3 separate regions of the Sus scrofa genome follow, and all the other regions are linked to region 2. A link is a contact called in public HiChIP or PLAC-seq data. All regions are on one chromosome and are shown on one strand. The core of a region is the stretch at or near the end of the contact, and the rest is flanking DNA. Distances in the headings are between cores, read along the strand shown.

Evidence for each region. HiChIP or PLAC-seq counts read pairs in DNA pulled down with a chosen protein or histone mark.
Region 1: an H3K27ac HiChIP or PLAC-seq map of skeletal muscle shows a contact between it and region 2. The contact joins the promoter of BSN here to the promoter of APEH in region 2. A contact is called at or near these places in 5 of 5 promoter capture datasets (fetal liver, fetal skeletal muscle, liver and 1 more), 27 of 47 Hi-C or Micro-C datasets (adipocytes, blood, brain and 16 more) and 2 of 2 datasets of contacts at active chromatin or transcription factors (alveolar macrophages and skeletal muscle).
Region 3: an H3K27ac HiChIP or PLAC-seq map of skeletal muscle shows a contact between it and region 2. The contact joins the enhancer-like site here to the promoter of APEH in region 2. A contact is called at or near these places in 3 of 5 promoter capture datasets (fetal liver, liver and skeletal muscle), 26 of 47 Hi-C or Micro-C datasets (adipocytes, blood, brain and 16 more) and 2 of 2 datasets of contacts at active chromatin or transcription factors (alveolar macrophages and skeletal muscle).

Annotation. Positions count from the first base shown.
Region 1 is chr13:32,105,522-32,108,221 of Sscrofa11.1, reverse strand. BSN (protein bassoon) reads right to left here and starts at 1,255. Exons shown (of 12, transcript XM_021068762.1): 1 at 928-1,255. The coding sequence starts at 1,145.
Region 2 is chr13:32,204,471-32,207,170 of Sscrofa11.1, reverse strand. It overlaps APEH (acylaminoacyl-peptide hydrolase), which reads right to left and starts at 1,304. Exons shown (of 22, transcript NM_213923.1): 1 at 1,284-1,304; 2 at 1,076-1,208; 3 at 464-590; 4 at 3-96. The coding sequence starts at 1,295.
Region 3 is chr13:32,086,588-32,089,287 of Sscrofa11.1, reverse strand. DAG1 (dystroglycan) reads right to left here. Exons shown (of 3, transcript XM_021068744.1): 3 at 1-1,636. Among named protein-coding and RNA genes, the nearest start is that of BSN, 19 kb to the left of the region's middle. Within about 2 kb of position 1,392, at least 2 of the 83 cell types and tissues checked have an H3K27ac peak or open chromatin away from gene starts, as enhancers often do. A contact at or near this core is called in skeletal muscle, where this site is marked.

The DNA.
Region 1 (2,700 bases), core at 6-2,505, 99 kb after region 2:
TGCTACTTCCCAGCTCTATTTGGTGTAAAGACAGTGCTTCCATTTTATCTTGTCTCTTGGTAGCTTTCCTGAGTGTTCAGTCTACTAATTTATTATAGATTGCCATTTTCTTCCTCTGCATTTCCTTTCCACTTGATTGTTTATACAACCTCAACTGGCATACATTTTAAACAAGCTGGTTTTAGAGTATTTGATCAGATATGTCTGTTTAAAGCATTCCACTGATTTGAGTGGTAACCTAAGTCATAAGACAACATGAACATACTCGGTTCTAGATGATTCAACAGCATTTTTGCTTCACCCCAAAGTGTTTCACTAAACCATGATGAAAGCACATGACCCTGTTACTATTGTTGAGCCTAAATAAGTACCTTGTGGTGTCCAGTACCACTTTCCCTTCCTCCAAAGATGATTTTGACTACTAAATGCCTGAGGAAAGCGTATGACCAAGTTCATGGTTCAACTATTTCCATATCTTTCTGCTCCTCGCAGTGACACTTATCTTCCCTGACAGCCACTCCCATTGTGCTCTTTCCTTGGCCCAACACAATGGACAAATGCAGACACAAGCAGACAGGGAAGACGTTTTCCATCCCACTGCTTCCCAGTGCAGAAGAACCAGGCTGAGGTTACATAAGCCCCTCCTTAGCCTGGCACTGGGGGAAAGCGAATTTGGGGTTCGTGACGGAGTCACGGTCTGCAGGCCCAGACTGACCCTGCGCTCACCATCCTGCTTTACTAAGGCAGGACGGCTGTAATGGAAGGGATGCTTCTCGCGACTGACCACTCGGCTCACGTCAGTCCGACTGGGCTCAAAGTGTAGCTGGACGTCCGATCTCGCTGTCCAGACTAGACTGCAGGGTCGTGGGCCCCAGCTTCGGCCTCAGGCTGCAGTTCCCGCCCCCGGGCGCCTTGCCCTGCGCTTACCTGCCCGGGCCAGGGCCGGGGCCGGGGCCGGGGCCGGGGCCTGGACCCGGTGGTCCGGCGGTAGCCCGTGCCCCGCCTGCTGCCAAGAGCTGTCCGCCGCCAGCCGGTGCTGAAGGCGGCTTCCCTACCCCGGGGCCCGGGCCGGGGCCGGGGCCGGAGCCTCCGGGCGGCAGCGGCCCTTCGCCAACGCCGCCCTCCAGGCTGGCCTCGTTGCCCATGGCGGGCAGACGGGCGGGGCCGAGGTCGCACTGGGCCCGGGCCGGCGGCTCCCGGGCAGCTGCTCACACGCTCCGCGCCGCCGCCGCCGCCGCCGCCATCTCCCAGCTCGGCTCGCGCCGCCGCCTGCCGCTGCGCATGCGCGGCCCTCGTGCCTCTTCCCTGTACACACCCCCACCCCACGCACGCGCGCGCTCCCTCCTGCTGGTGAGGACGCGTGTCCAAGAGCCCCCGGCGGAGTGGCGGGGAAACAGCCGCCTTGGCCCGCGCATGCGCCTTCCGGGGCCGCCAAAGCCGGCGTTCGCTATCCGGGGCCCAGCAAGTGTCGGCAGGAGCATCCGATCAAACCAGGATTGGAGAGACACAGACCACGAGAAAGGGCTGTGAGGGCGACCCGCCGTACCCTGCCCTGGAGTCAGTGACGCTTACTGCCTCAGAGAACTCAGGAATGGGAGCTCTCATTTGGGTAACTTCAGGGTCCCAACTGGCAGACTTCGTGGGAACAGGCCTCAGAGAGGGGTCACTGAGTGTAGCATCAAAGGATGTTTAGGAGTTGGAGAAATAAATGAACAAGTGTGTTCAGAGGCGCATTGTCATGGAAGGACTGAGATAAAGGATGCTGGGTGATGGGACTGGTTATGAGGGTCTCAAAGGGATTGAAGACTTTATCCAGATGTCGCCATGGGAACCATCTGGGTTTCATGCTGAGCCCTTGTCCCAGGGGAAGGAGTTTCAGGAAGTGTCCCTGGGAAAGGTGGAGGGTGTGTCAGGGCTGGCCTGAAGCCAGATGGAAGGTTGCCTCAGCAGGCCCTGGGACAGTGACCTTGAGGATGAGGAAAAGGAGTTGATGTTTCTTAGAGTCCTTGGGCTGTGGTTCCCAGGGACTGTCTAGACGAGGGGCTGCAGGCTGCCTCTGCATTAACCTGAGAGCTCACCAAATTATTTTTCCATTACCTCAGTTTACAGACTTCGGTGTCTGCATACTACTCTGCCTCCTGGCTTCTTACACAAACCTGTACTTTCCTGAGAGAGAATACTTCTTAGAAGATCCAGACTATACTCCAAACTTCCTGGCTTCATAAATCATGGCTGTGTACGAGTTCCTGTCATGGCACAGCAGAAACGAATCCGACTAGGAACCATGAGGTTGCGGGTTCAATCCTGGCCTCGCTCAGTAGGTTAAGGATCTGGTGTTGCCATAAGCTGTATTGTAGGTCGCAGATGTGGTTCAGCTGTGGCATAGGCCGGAGGCAACAGCTCCAATTAGATCCCTAGCCTGGGAACCTCCATATGCCACGGGTGCATCCCTATAAGGACAATCAATCAATCAATCAATCATGGCTGTGAAGAAGAACTTGAGTAAACTTGGACCTATTTTACAAACCCATTTAATTCTGCTAATGATGAAGAATAAATCAAATGTGATGTCAGCATTTCTAACCTGACCTGGAATAACTCAGAAAACCCAATGAACACTGATAACCAGGCTGATGGACAGACTTTGGCTGGGCCTTCCCATGCATTCTTATCTGCTCCCTCAACCTCTGGGATGGAGCT
Region 2 (2,700 bases), core at 55-2,554:
ACCTCCAAAAACTGCTTCTCCTCCGCAGTGCCCGTGCCTCCAGCCTTGCGCAGCACGGCTTTCATGGTGCCTGAAGGAGACTCTCTGCTCAGCAGCCTGAGGAGGACACAGGATAACGCATCAGGACTACCTCCCACCCAGTGATAGCCCATCCTATCCCCTTACTGGCTGTAACCTCTTAGACAAGATTCTTGAGGCTGTGGCCCACATGCGTCCCTGCAGCCCTTCTAGTCCTACCATGGCAGATGCCTTGCCTCCCCTCCCTGGAGCAGGGGCTCCGGTCCTGGCCCGTCAGAAGCAAGTCTCCAGTGCTTATGACCATGTCTCTAGAGCTCCTAGTGGCAAAAAACAAGCTCCTGGCTTCCTTTCTGGGCCCTCCCCACACCAAGGCACACGGTGGGTATTCATAAAAGGCTTGCAGATGGCTGTGGCCTTGCCCACAAGCTTCCTTCCTCAAACTTACTCCCCCCGGGTCTCCACACTGTTGCCTGCAGGCCCTGCAAACACCACTGAGTCCCCATCATGGAACACCAGGTACTGGCGGCAGAATCGGATGTTCTCCATGCGTTCCAGGTCCCTCTGGGTCCACTCTGCGAGGAGAGGCATGAGACTGCTCAATTTGGCCAGTCCCAGCACAGGCTCCCCTACCCCGCCCAGAGGAAGGTCCAGCCCACCTCCCCAATCTGACTCCAGATATTCTGGGGGCAGGATGGGCAACACTTGGCTACAACTCAAGTTTAGGTCACCGGAGCCTGAGCTGACATCTTGGAGAGAAACCACTACCGCTCCTGGCATCCGCCCTAGGACCTTGAGGGGGGGTACAGTATGGGATGATGGGGGTGGGTGACCCCTACAAGACCCACACTCTGCACTCATGGGCAACATTCCAGAACACCCCCTATACACCTGTGTGCACGGCTGGGGGATGCACCCTTCCACACCCACACCCTCCAAGCCCGGTCTTCCACAAACTCGTGAGCACTGTCAGGCAGCGAGCCCTGCACATCCCCCTCCTCTCCACCCGAGTGCACGGCCCCGGAATAGGCCCGCCACCGATTCCCCGCCATACACACACCAGTGTGCACAGTCCGGTAGCGACCCCCGTACTGCGTGGTGACCTCTGGGCCCAGGCAGGCGGCGCTCAGCGCGGGCTGGCGGCTAAGGCCCCGGTACAGCGCCGCCGCCTCTTCGGGCTCGCTCAGCAGCACCTGCGCAGGGGACACAGCAGGGTCAGGCACAGCCCGGGTTGCAAAGACCACAGGAACCGCGGGCCGATCCCTCACCTGCCGCTCCATGGTTGCTCTGGGGCGCCGGGGCTAGGCAGTCAGTGCTGGCGCCCGGAAGTGAGCTCAGGGGGCGGAGCCCGCAGCGGCCCAGCCCTGCCACCCGGACCTTGCCTTGAGAGGGGCGGAACCTTCTACGAATGGGCCGGAACCGTTACCCGAGGGGCGGGGCCTAGATGGTAAGGAGGTGGGGCCTGTGGGGCAGAAGTGGGAACCGCGGCTGCAGGAGTCCTGGATGGGAGGGGCGGGAACCTTGGGGAAAGGAGCGGTCCTTTCCCGGCAGGCCAGGCTGGTGAGAGGCGGGCTGTGTGGGCCAAGCCCCGGCCAGTTACTTGGTGAGGAGAGGGGATGGTGCTGTGGAAACGGAATAAAGGCGCATATCTTTGGGGAGGGGCGAGGTCTGTGAGGAAAGACAGGGCCCAAGGGAGGTGGGGGGTGAGGCCTGACGGGGGTGAGCCCTAAGCATTCGGGGGGCGGGGACTGAGAGGGCGGCGGAGGACCGAAGGCTCTGCAGAGAGGCGGTGCGGCCGGGCGGGGCTGAGCCTAGCCCGGGTGAAGTCCAGAAAAGGAGAGGTGAGGAATGGGGCCTGAGCTGAAGCCAGATCGAAGCTATCTCCAGCAGGGATCTCCCGCAGCCAGGAACTGACTGTTGGGTCCTCCTGGTCCATTAGAAGGCAGACATTCACCAGGAGGTGCCAGGCCCTGCTCTGGAGGGGCTCCCAGGCCAATGAGAAAGGACAGAGGTGCGCTCCTGACATAGCTCGCAGAGTTCTAGGGTGTTGGGCAACGAAAGGCGGGTGCCAAATTCGCAGGGTGTTGCCTGGTTTTATCAGCCACCGCGCCTACCTCTTAAGCTATCTGCTCCTGCAGCCCTCACCCACCCGCTCAGTGGCACTTTGCTGGGGATCATGAACTGGTGGGCCTCTGTCTGCCTTCCCAGGCCTCAGGCCAAGCTCTTGAGTGCAAAGGGCCTGGTGGGGTCAGGCTCCACCCAGAACCAGAGCACTTCCTGTGGAAAGAAAAACCTGGACAGGCAGGTTCCCTCAGGACAGCAGTACTGGGCTGGGCTTATGATGGCTCAAGAGGGCAGGAGAGGCTGGCCAGCTGTCAGGCCAGCAGCGATGTCCCCTCTTCCATATACCTTGCACCTGGATGGTCTTCCACACCTCAGGGGCCTGGCTCCCTGCGCCCTGCTTTGCTTTTGACTGAGATTGGCCTGCAGCTTCCCCTTCCCCATCAACCACGTCGGGCTAGTTAAGTAAAAACAGTTTCCACTTTCTGGGGCCACCTGCATTTGTGAGCATCCAGTGTGTGCAGGACTGTTAAGGCCAGAACTGGGAGCAGATAGAGTTGCCCCAGCCACCAACCTGGGTGGAAAGTTGGAAATTAGGATGTTCATTACAGTTGTTGTTTATAA
Region 3 (2,700 bases), core at 143-2,642, 120 kb after region 2:
AGTTGCGGTCCCCAAAGGCGAAGGCCAGCTTCTTCACCAGAGCAATCTTCTTGTGGATGTCATTCACTACTGGTGCTGGGTCACCCACAAACTTGGCTGTGAATCGTGCAGGAGCTCTGTCCCCTTGAGGGCGCCTGTGGACATGGATCTCGAAGGCATCCACAGCTGACAGGCCCCCCTTGTCTGTGGCATGCATAAAATACTCGTGCTTGCCCACGTGGCTGCTGTCGGGGAGGCCATACATGAGCTGGCTATTGCTGTTGAACTGTACCCAAGACTTCTCACCTACCAACTGCTGCTCCCGAAGCTTCAAGGTCAGCTTCAGCTTATCAGTGGTGGTGTCCTCATTGTCATAGAAAGTGTCTGACGGGATCTTCACCTCAAAGTAGGTGCCAACCCAGGCATCTACCCTATCAATGTGGTTCTTAAGCTCTGGGCGCTGGTTGGGCTCTCCACGGGGCAGCCCACTGGTAGTGGTGCGGATGCGAGTAGGCGGGGAGGCGGTTTCCAATCTGGTGATGGGTGCTTTGGTGGTGACCCGAGGCACCGGTCGGGGTGTCCGCGGCTTCTTGGTCGGCCTTCGAGTTGTGGTGGTTGAAGAGTCAGTAGAAGGTGTGGCTGGTTTGGGTGTGGATACTCGTGGTTTCTTGGTGGTAGGTGTAGGAGGGGTAGCAACCGCCGTGGGCTCCAAGTAGCCAGGAATGGTCATTGTTGGGCGGATATGGCCAGGGACTGTGGTGCCTGCTTCTGACACCCGAGTGGGCTGAATGGGGCCGAGAGTTGGGGTCTGAAAAATGGCACCTCGAGTCCGAATGGTGACTGTGGGCTTCCCAGGAACAGGATCCCTAACTGGGGGAGCCATGGTCTCAGTTGGAGGAGCAATGGCTGGAGATGTGGGGGTGGGAACAATCCTGGAAGGTGGCTCCTGGATGGCTGTGGTTGGGGGCCCAATGGCAGTGACAGGTGTGGGTGTGGCATGGATCTGCCTCCGGATGCGTTTTGGGAGAGGGGGCTTCTTGTTGGCAATGTGCCAACCCACCACAGGGTAGCCAAGCTGGGCAGACATAGCACCCTCCCTGGCAGGGACCTCCACACCATGAATGTCAGGCACACTATTCTGGTTCAGGGAGCAGCCTAGCTTCCAGGAGAGCAGGGCCCCATTCTCTATCACTTTTTTCGCATTTCCCGGGCCAGCCATGAAGGCTGACATGTCAAAGAGTCTGTTGTTCACCACTGGCACTAACTTCATATTGTGAAGCTCCACTTCTGAGAAGCTCTGCATTCTCTGCAGAAGGTCGAGCCTTTGCTTTGGGATCATCTTGGTGAGGTCAGCATCCAGAATTACTGTCAGGACAGTCACAGGCTCATCAGCAGCACAGACAGATGACACCACCTCGCCCGGATCTGGTGACGCTGCTCGCACAGACTGTGGCTCACTGTGGTCTTCAGGGTAGACCTCGATAGAGAACACACTTGAAGTCTGGGGGACGTGGCTCCCGTTGGCTCCCAGCCGTGCAGCACTCACCGAAATGTAATGCACACCCTTATCAGTGTCAAGAGGGAGACCCTCCAGGGTGTGGCTCTGGGGGTCCCAGTGCAGCCAGGATGGTAAGGCTTCCTTCCCTGCTGCTGACACCTGTAAGAGATGTTAACGTGAATTAAGTGCTACTATCACTGCATAACCTGAAAAGATTCACAACAGTTAACCACTAGCCTAGCCTGAACTGTGTGACAGGCCTGGAGCACACTCCAGAATTCCTGTTGAAGGAACCAAGCCCTCTGTCCTGAAATTCATTTGCCTGTCATAAAAGACTGGGGGTGCCAGGGCTAGCATGGAAGGCAAATGATTCACTCAAGCACACAGTGGGGAGACAGCAGTGCTGGCACTCAAACACAAGCCTCACCCCAGAGAACTGATGCCATGGAGCTCAAGAATGTTACTGGCTTTTACACCAATGACAGGCCCTGCCACCCACTCATCCACTCTGCCTGCAGAATCAAGCTCAAGTGCCTCATCCCTCAGCACCCCCTTCCGACCTCGCCTCAGACTTCTCCCCTGCCCTCCGCAGACACCACAACTTTGCTTATTAAGTCACATGCCTGGCCTAGAGTGTCTTCCCTGCCCAGAAGTGGAAATACACACAGGTCTGGGTGCACAGACAATTCAATGCTCCCAAATGACTCATTTTATAACCACCCCGTTACATTCAAGTTTAGTGGGGCACTTTTGGTTAGCTGTATCTAATGTCTTAATTAATCCTGCTTTTCAAACCTCAAGAAAAACTGCAATGCCCAGAGTAGAGGAATGGAAACATTTATTCTAAGAAGACTGTTTATCAAAGGCATTACAAGAAGCTCCAGTATCTCTGAAAGAGAATTCTGTAGGCAACTAAGCCTGGGAAACTGACAGAGCTCACCTCTTCCCTCAGAAAGCCGATGCACAGAGGCAGGCCTTGGGAGCTCATCCCCTTTTCCACCCAATAGCACCCTGCAGACTTATTTCAGGGTGGAAGTCCTTTTCCACAGCGGCATGACTGGTAATATATAAAGCTTCTAAGGGAATGCAGCCATAAAAACTTCCACCATCAGCTGACAACAGGGAAACAAGACTTGTCTCTTGCTCAGGCCCCATCTATGACTACTCTCACTTTCAGGAAACACCCATTCCTGCGCCCAAAGCAAGAAAGGTGGGGACCCTAG